2 separate regions of the Pan troglodytes genome follow, and region 1 is linked to region 2. Evidence: chromatin contacts called from public HiChIP or PLAC-seq data. All regions are on one chromosome and are shown on one strand. Each heading gives the region's core, a stretch centred on a gene start, on an enhancer-like site or on the middle of the called end of the contact. The rest is flanking DNA. Distances are from core to core; before and after follow the strand shown.

Region 1 (3,349 bases), core at 376-2,875, 140 kb after region 2:
AATGAAACAGAACAAAACCCCAGGAGTGTTCAAAGACCCCAGAATTTGGCAATACATGACAAATATTTAATGTGTTTCTATAACTTTAATTCAGAGGCATCTATATCTCACCTCAGCATGTGTCAGCAAATTAATTGTAAACATGTGCTGATTTTTAGCCTTAGTATTTAAGAAAAACTTGTTAATCATTTATGATTCCCTTCCTGGAGATAAAAATGAATAAAACCAGTTTTATCTTAAAAGAAAGAAAGAAAAGTTTTAAAATGGCATGCTAATGATCTAAGCCCCCAGTGTTAAAGTTTCCTGGGAGCAAGCAGAGTAGGGGCACTGTCACATCACAAGCCCTAGCTGATCCCCTTCTTCGGGGTCCCCAGGCAGGGGCTAGGGTGAAGCCATAACTGCCATCACATACTTGCCACTGTCCCTCTGCTGTGTTCCTGAAGCAGGTGACAGTGATGTAATCCTATGCAAAGAGTATTGCTACCTCCTAATCAGAACACTGCTGACCCCAGGCCAGCCTCAGAAATCCTCCCAGGATTTTTGTCTTCCTCATCATGTTAAAAGAAAAAAAAAAAAAGAAAAGACTTCAATATGGATGCTTTGCATGCTCATTGCTGGAAAATACAGACCAGGCCAGGCGCGGTGGCTCACGCCTGTAATCCCAGCACTTTGGGAGGCTGAGGCGGGTGGATCACTTGAGGTCAGGAGTTCGAGACCGGCCTATCCAACATGGCAAAATCCCATCTCTACTAAAAATACAAAAATTAGGCAGGCGTGGTGGCGCGCGCCTGTAGTCCCAGCTTCTCCGGAGGTTGAGGCAGAGAATCGCTTGAACCCGGGAGGCAGAGGTTGCAGTGAGCCGAGATAGCGCCACTGCACTCCAGCCTGGGTGACAGAGCAAGACACCAAAAAAAAGAAAAGAAAATACAGACCAACAAAAAAGAAGAAAATAAAAGTGATCTAGAATTCTCCTCGCCTCAGGAAAAAAACCTAAAATGTTGATATCGATTCTCCTCAGTATCTCAGATCACAAGGACCCTGTCCTCTGTGTTCATGAACTAGACCCTTCCAGCGACACAGATTAACCCAACTGGAAGTTTCTGTTTGTTTTTCTCTGGAGTCGTTTTCTGGAGGTTGGTTCCCTAAATTTTTTGGGCGAGGGGCACGGATTCCGGAGATAGGTGGGTTGCAGTTGTGTTTGTTTGGGGTTGTTTTACATTTCCAAATATTCACCTCCCAGCTTGGGGGCCGAGAGGTATCTCAAGCCTTCTTTCGCAAAGGCATCTATATTCAAGACCCAGCCGTTTTACTCGGGGTTGTTTTTTTTCTTAGATTTTTTTTTTTTTTTTTGAGCCCCGGCAGCTTTTGTTCCTTTGAATTTAAGTGTTTGAAGCTTGGCGATGGCAGGAATTGGCTTTAGCCTTGAGATCTTAATATGTAATGATGACTGGGGCTGCAGGGGGCCCTGCCTCTGCCGCTGCCCTGCTCTGGAAGCGCCTGGGTATCTGAGAGTTCAGAGCAGGCTGGAGGGGCGGAGCTTGGAGGGAGGCTGGCGGCCCGCGCCTCCGGTAACCTAGCAACCGACGCCCTAGCAACGCGAGGGGGCGGGACCGAGGGAGGAAGTCGGAAACTGGTGGCCGCGTCTCGCGAGAGTTGCTTTTGCGCGCGAACTGTAAGTGCCAGGGTCTCAGGGTCAGGTCGCGGCTGGTCACTGTGCAGGCGCTTGGGTGACGCGACGATCTCAGCGGATCTGGTCACCTTCGTCTCCCCGCCATGGAGACCTCAGCACTCAAGCAGCAGGAGCAGCCCGCGGCGACCAAGATCAGGAACCTGCCCTGGTAGGAGGAGGCCGAGCGGCGGCGGTGGGCAGAGGGGGCCAGGCGGCCGCGCGGGGAGGAGGTGGCTGGGGTGGCAGGTGACCGGACCCCAACCCGACCTCTTCCCGTCGTCCCCAGGCCTGCAGCCGGGACCGAGCTGCAGAGGTTTCCCCCGACACCCCCCAGCTACCCAGACTCGTCCGTTCTGTTTAGGACTTTTGCCAGTTCTCACCCTTTCACCCCCAGCTCCATTTGCCGAAGAAGAAGGCGGCTTTCGCACCTGGTGACAGCACAGGGGTTCGATCCCGCGTCTCCTGACACCTGCAATGGCCTCCATGCCAAAATGCCCTCTTCCCACTCTTCAAAACCTGCGATGCGACTATTGGTCACATTTTAAACTAGTAATAACGCTCCCTGGTCAACTTTTATTGAATGGCATATTATTAGATTAGCAGACGCCCTGTTAGATGTTCGATCCTTACAAAGACCGTAGGAGGTAGGCACCGCCTCAAATTTTACACAGGAGGAAACTGCATTTTAGAAAGATGTAATGACTTCCCTATGGTCCAAGGGAGAAAATTGGCTTGGAGGTGAATCTAGGAAGTCTGAATTCAGATCTTGTACTCTTAACCATCCTACTTAAACAGCTATGTTCTCGCAATGCTTCCAAGACTTTGAAGCAATTTGACTTGGCTTCGAAAAGCTGCAAGTTGTCATTGTCTAGTAACTAGTTCAATTTGTCTTTATTGTGGTTAAAAAAAAACCCAGAAGATTGACAGTTGTAACTATTTTATGTATTTACGTATTTATTTTTTTAGAGACAGGGTCTTGCTCTGTCGCCCAGGCTGGAGCGCAGTGGTGTGATCACAGCTCAGTGTAACCTCAAACATTGGGGTTCAAGCCATTTTCCTGCCTCAGCCTCCGAAGAACTGGGACTTTTAGAGGCGAGCTACCAAGCCCATCCTGTAACCATTTTAAAATGTACAATTGAGTGGCATTAAGTACATTCAGAATGCAGTGTACTGTTGTGGAGTCTTCCCGCTATCTAGTTCCAAAATTTCATCACCCCAAATGGAAATCCTGTACCCATTGACAGTTACTCCCCATTCTCCCCTTCCTCTAGCCCCTGGCAACCACTAATCTGCTTTCTATCTATGGATTTGCCTATTCTGGACATTTCATGTAAGTGGAATCCTACACTATGTGGCCTTTTGTGTCTGGTTTCTTTCACTCAGCATCATGTTTTCAAGGTTCATGCGTGTTGCTGCTTGTATCAGTAGTTAATTTCTTGTTATGGCTGAATCATATTCCATTGTATGGACAGAAGAGATTTTACCTATCCATTCTTCTGTTGAAGTCTATTTGGGTAGGAGTTCAGTTTCAAATGCACTTTGCAATAGTAGGTGCCCATCAGGTTGAGATTATAGGCAAACAGCTGGAAAGATGAAGTTAGAACAGAGTTTTCAACCTCAGCACTATTGACATTTTGGGCCAGATACTCTGGGTGGGTTTAGGGGAGCTGTCCTGTGCAT
Region 2 (3,048 bases), core at 355-2,854:
TACAGATGGGGAAACCAGGCCTTGGAATTGCTGGAATTGTGCCTGTGATCACACAGATAAAGCAGCATCGGGATCGTGATTTGAACTCAGGACCTCTAGTTCCCAGTCCCGTGCTCTCTTCACAATTCTCTGCTGAAACAGACCATCAACGGTTGAGAAGCACAATTAGAAAAGGGCCTTTGTATGGCTTCACCCTGCCAGGCGGCCTAATTGATATTTAGGTCGACCTCAATTCAAGTCCATGCAGAGCCAAACTGAAGGAGAAGAAAAAAAAAAAAACCCAAAGGTTCCATCTTCAAATAAAGAAACACAGGACTTTTGGAAATAGCACATCTAAGCCGAGCCCACCGTCTGACTCTGCACTGCCCAGGTGTAGAGTAAGGTCCCCTGGGCCTGGGGTTAGAGGGATCACAGGTTGCGGAAATCCGACAGAGCTGGAGCCCGGAGGTGTAATTTTCCATCTCCACACCAGGGGGCAGCCTGGCACCTTCCACGACAGATGGAAAATTTTTCAGGCCTTGGCCCATCCGAGCATCCGCAGCGCCTTATTACTGTACTCTGTATTAGCATGGCGGTAAATTTAGCAGCATAAACAAAAAAAAAAAAAAAAAATCAAAAAGTCAAGACATGTGACAGAGCTAAAAATAATTGTGTCTGAAATCCCTAATGTGAAATGGGGAACTTTTCACTCCGAATCTAAACCCAAATCCAAACCAGAGACCTCCGGGAACGTCCTGGCCGTTGGGTTTGACAGAGCTCCAAATCCTCACCCCTTAGGTGCTTTTTTTTTTTTTTTTTTTTTGGAACGAAAGCGGAGTCCGTGAAAGCTGGGAGGGAATGCAGGACACCATGGGGGCCTTCTAGGGACCAGGCCCTTGCAAGAACCATCCCTGGTGTAAACCTCGCAGCAGCGCCAAGGGAAGGGGCTTGGCTCTCAGCCCATTTTACACACGAGAAAACTGAGGCTCAGTAATGGAACAGGGCTGCCCTTATGGTCACACATATACAGAGGCAGGCTCCAGAGCCCTCTGTGTCCCTCAGGACTGCCCGTCAGCACCCCATAATCGCTGGCTTCTCCCTAAAGGTACACATGAGCAGCAAAGAGCTCCAGCCTTTGAACTTGCTTGTCCCACCGGCTAGAGCTCTTCTGTCAGCTTTAGGCATAAACAGCCCTTTCCGTTTCTTCAGGTGTCACCTCTGCCCAAGCTCCTCTCAATGCCACCATCACGCCGCCCTGCTTTCTTTCCTTGGTGGCACTTTGCTATCTCACAAATCATCCTGTTTATTGGTTTCCATGGTTACGCCTCCCCCCCACCACCACCACACACCCATCATGTCAGCTCAAGAGAGCACGGGCTTTGCCTGTCATTTCCCCAGCGTTCAGATCCGTGCCTGGCATACAGTCGGTGCTCAATACATTTTTCTTGGTCTTTCAATAAACCAACATCCTTGGTGGTTAAACGCCAGGCCACTAAAAATAAATCCCAAGTCCTTTTCCAAGCGGGCACAGTGCACCTGCAGGACCGGGTCCCTGGTTGTGTTATTAAGGTTCTCGGGTGATCAGACCCCGTGCGGGTAATGAAATCGCGGCAGCCACAGCCAGCAGCCCCGACGCCTTCCCGCCGTTGCCAGGGCGACCATTGTCATAACATCCCTGGCGCTTGGCGGCCCAGCTGACGGGGGAGAGAATTATTTGACTGGAGAACGTCTCAAGTAACCGGCCAATTTGCATCCACAGGAAAATCCCCTGCTGAGGGAGGGCTGGAGGCCTGGGAGAGGCGCCCTTCCTTCTCTCCCCAGCCCTGGATCCCAATGAGAACCGGATCCCTGAGGCCAGGCAGAGGGACCCAACAGTCTGGGGCAGTCCCGCCGAATGCTGGAACACAGGCAGCTGCCTCTGCAGGAAGGAAGAGCCCCCCTCTCCACTGCCTCACTATTGCTGATGGTTTTTCCTTTTCTCTACGTTATTACTGCTGATGGATATTACAAACAATAGAAAAAAGGGTTTATATATTTAATGAGCACTTACTAGACAGCAGGTCTAGTAGTAATAACTTCCTTACACGATCCTTATAATTTTAACATTTACACAATAATACATTATGTCATATTTATACTATATATGTATACTGTATAATGTCATCATAGTAGTCATAGATCTCCCATATGTGATAATTCATATATAATACATAATTTGAAATATATATTTATATATATATAAAACAATATTTATATTATGCAACATACACAGGTTGAGTATCCCTTATCTGAAATACTTGGGATCAGACATGTTTCAGATTTCAGATTTTTTTCAGGTCTTGAAATCTTTGCATTATACATCATGAGCTATCTTGGGGATGGGACCCAAGTTTAAACACGAAATTCATTTATGTTTCATATACACCTTATACACATAGACTGGAGGTAATTTTGTACAGTATTTTTAATGTGTTGCATTAAACAAAGTTTGTGTTAAGTTTTTATGTGTGGAATTTTCCACTTGTGATGTCATGCCAGTGCTCAAAAGTTTCCGATTATTGGGAGGCCAAGGCAGGTGGATCACTTGAGGTCAGGAGTTCGAGACCAGCCTGGCCAACATGGTGAAACCCCGTCTCTACTAAAAATACAAAAATTAGCTGGGCATGGTGGTGGGTGCCTGTAATCCCAGCTACTTGGGAGATTGAGGCAGGAGAATCGCTTGAGCTCGGGAAGTGGAGGTTGGAGTGAGCCAAGATCGCACCACTGCACTCCAGCCTGGGCGACAGGGTAAGACTCCATCTCAAAAAAAAGTTTCCGATTATGGGACATTTTACTTTTTAAATTTTGGATTAGGGATGCTCAACCTGTATTATATATTTATAATAATAAAACTCACATTTGTTGATAGTTTTTATATGCTAGCCCTGTGCCTACTGCTTTGTGTTAATAACGCTGCTACTGATAAATTATTATAAAATATATTCATAATCACAATCATAGCTAAGTCTTATTGAGCACTTACTATGTGCTAAGTGCTTTATGAATATTATCTAATTGTCATATGCACTC

What was found. HiChIP or PLAC-seq counts read pairs in DNA pulled down with a chosen protein or histone mark.
Region 1: an H3K4me3 HiChIP or PLAC-seq map of stem cell-derived excitatory neurons shows a contact between it and region 2, with 11 times the contacts expected there. The contact joins the promoter of RFC5 here to the enhancer-like site in region 2. A contact is called at or near these places in 4 of 7 Hi-C or Micro-C datasets (blood, induced pluripotent stem cells and stem cell-derived neural progenitor cells), 1 of 1 datasets of contacts at active chromatin or transcription factors (stem cell-derived excitatory neurons) and 1 of 1 other capture datasets (stem cell-derived neural stem cells).

What each region holds. Positions count from the first base shown.
Region 1 is chr10:124,818,860-124,822,208 of NHGRI_mPanTro3-v2.0_pri, forward strand. RFC5 (replication factor C subunit 5) reads left to right here and starts at 1,626. Exons shown (of 13, transcript XR_010147794.1): 1 at 1,626-1,838.
Region 2 is chr10:124,678,732-124,681,779 of NHGRI_mPanTro3-v2.0_pri, forward strand. The region is part of intron 1 of KSR2 (kinase suppressor of ras 2); the gene reads right to left. Among named protein-coding and RNA genes, the nearest start is that of KSR2, 93 kb to the right of the region's middle. Within about 2 kb of position 1,605, at least 13 of the 24 cell types and tissues checked have an H3K27ac peak or open chromatin away from gene starts, as enhancers often do. A contact at or near this core is called in stem cell-derived excitatory neurons and stem cell-derived neural stem cells, where this site is marked.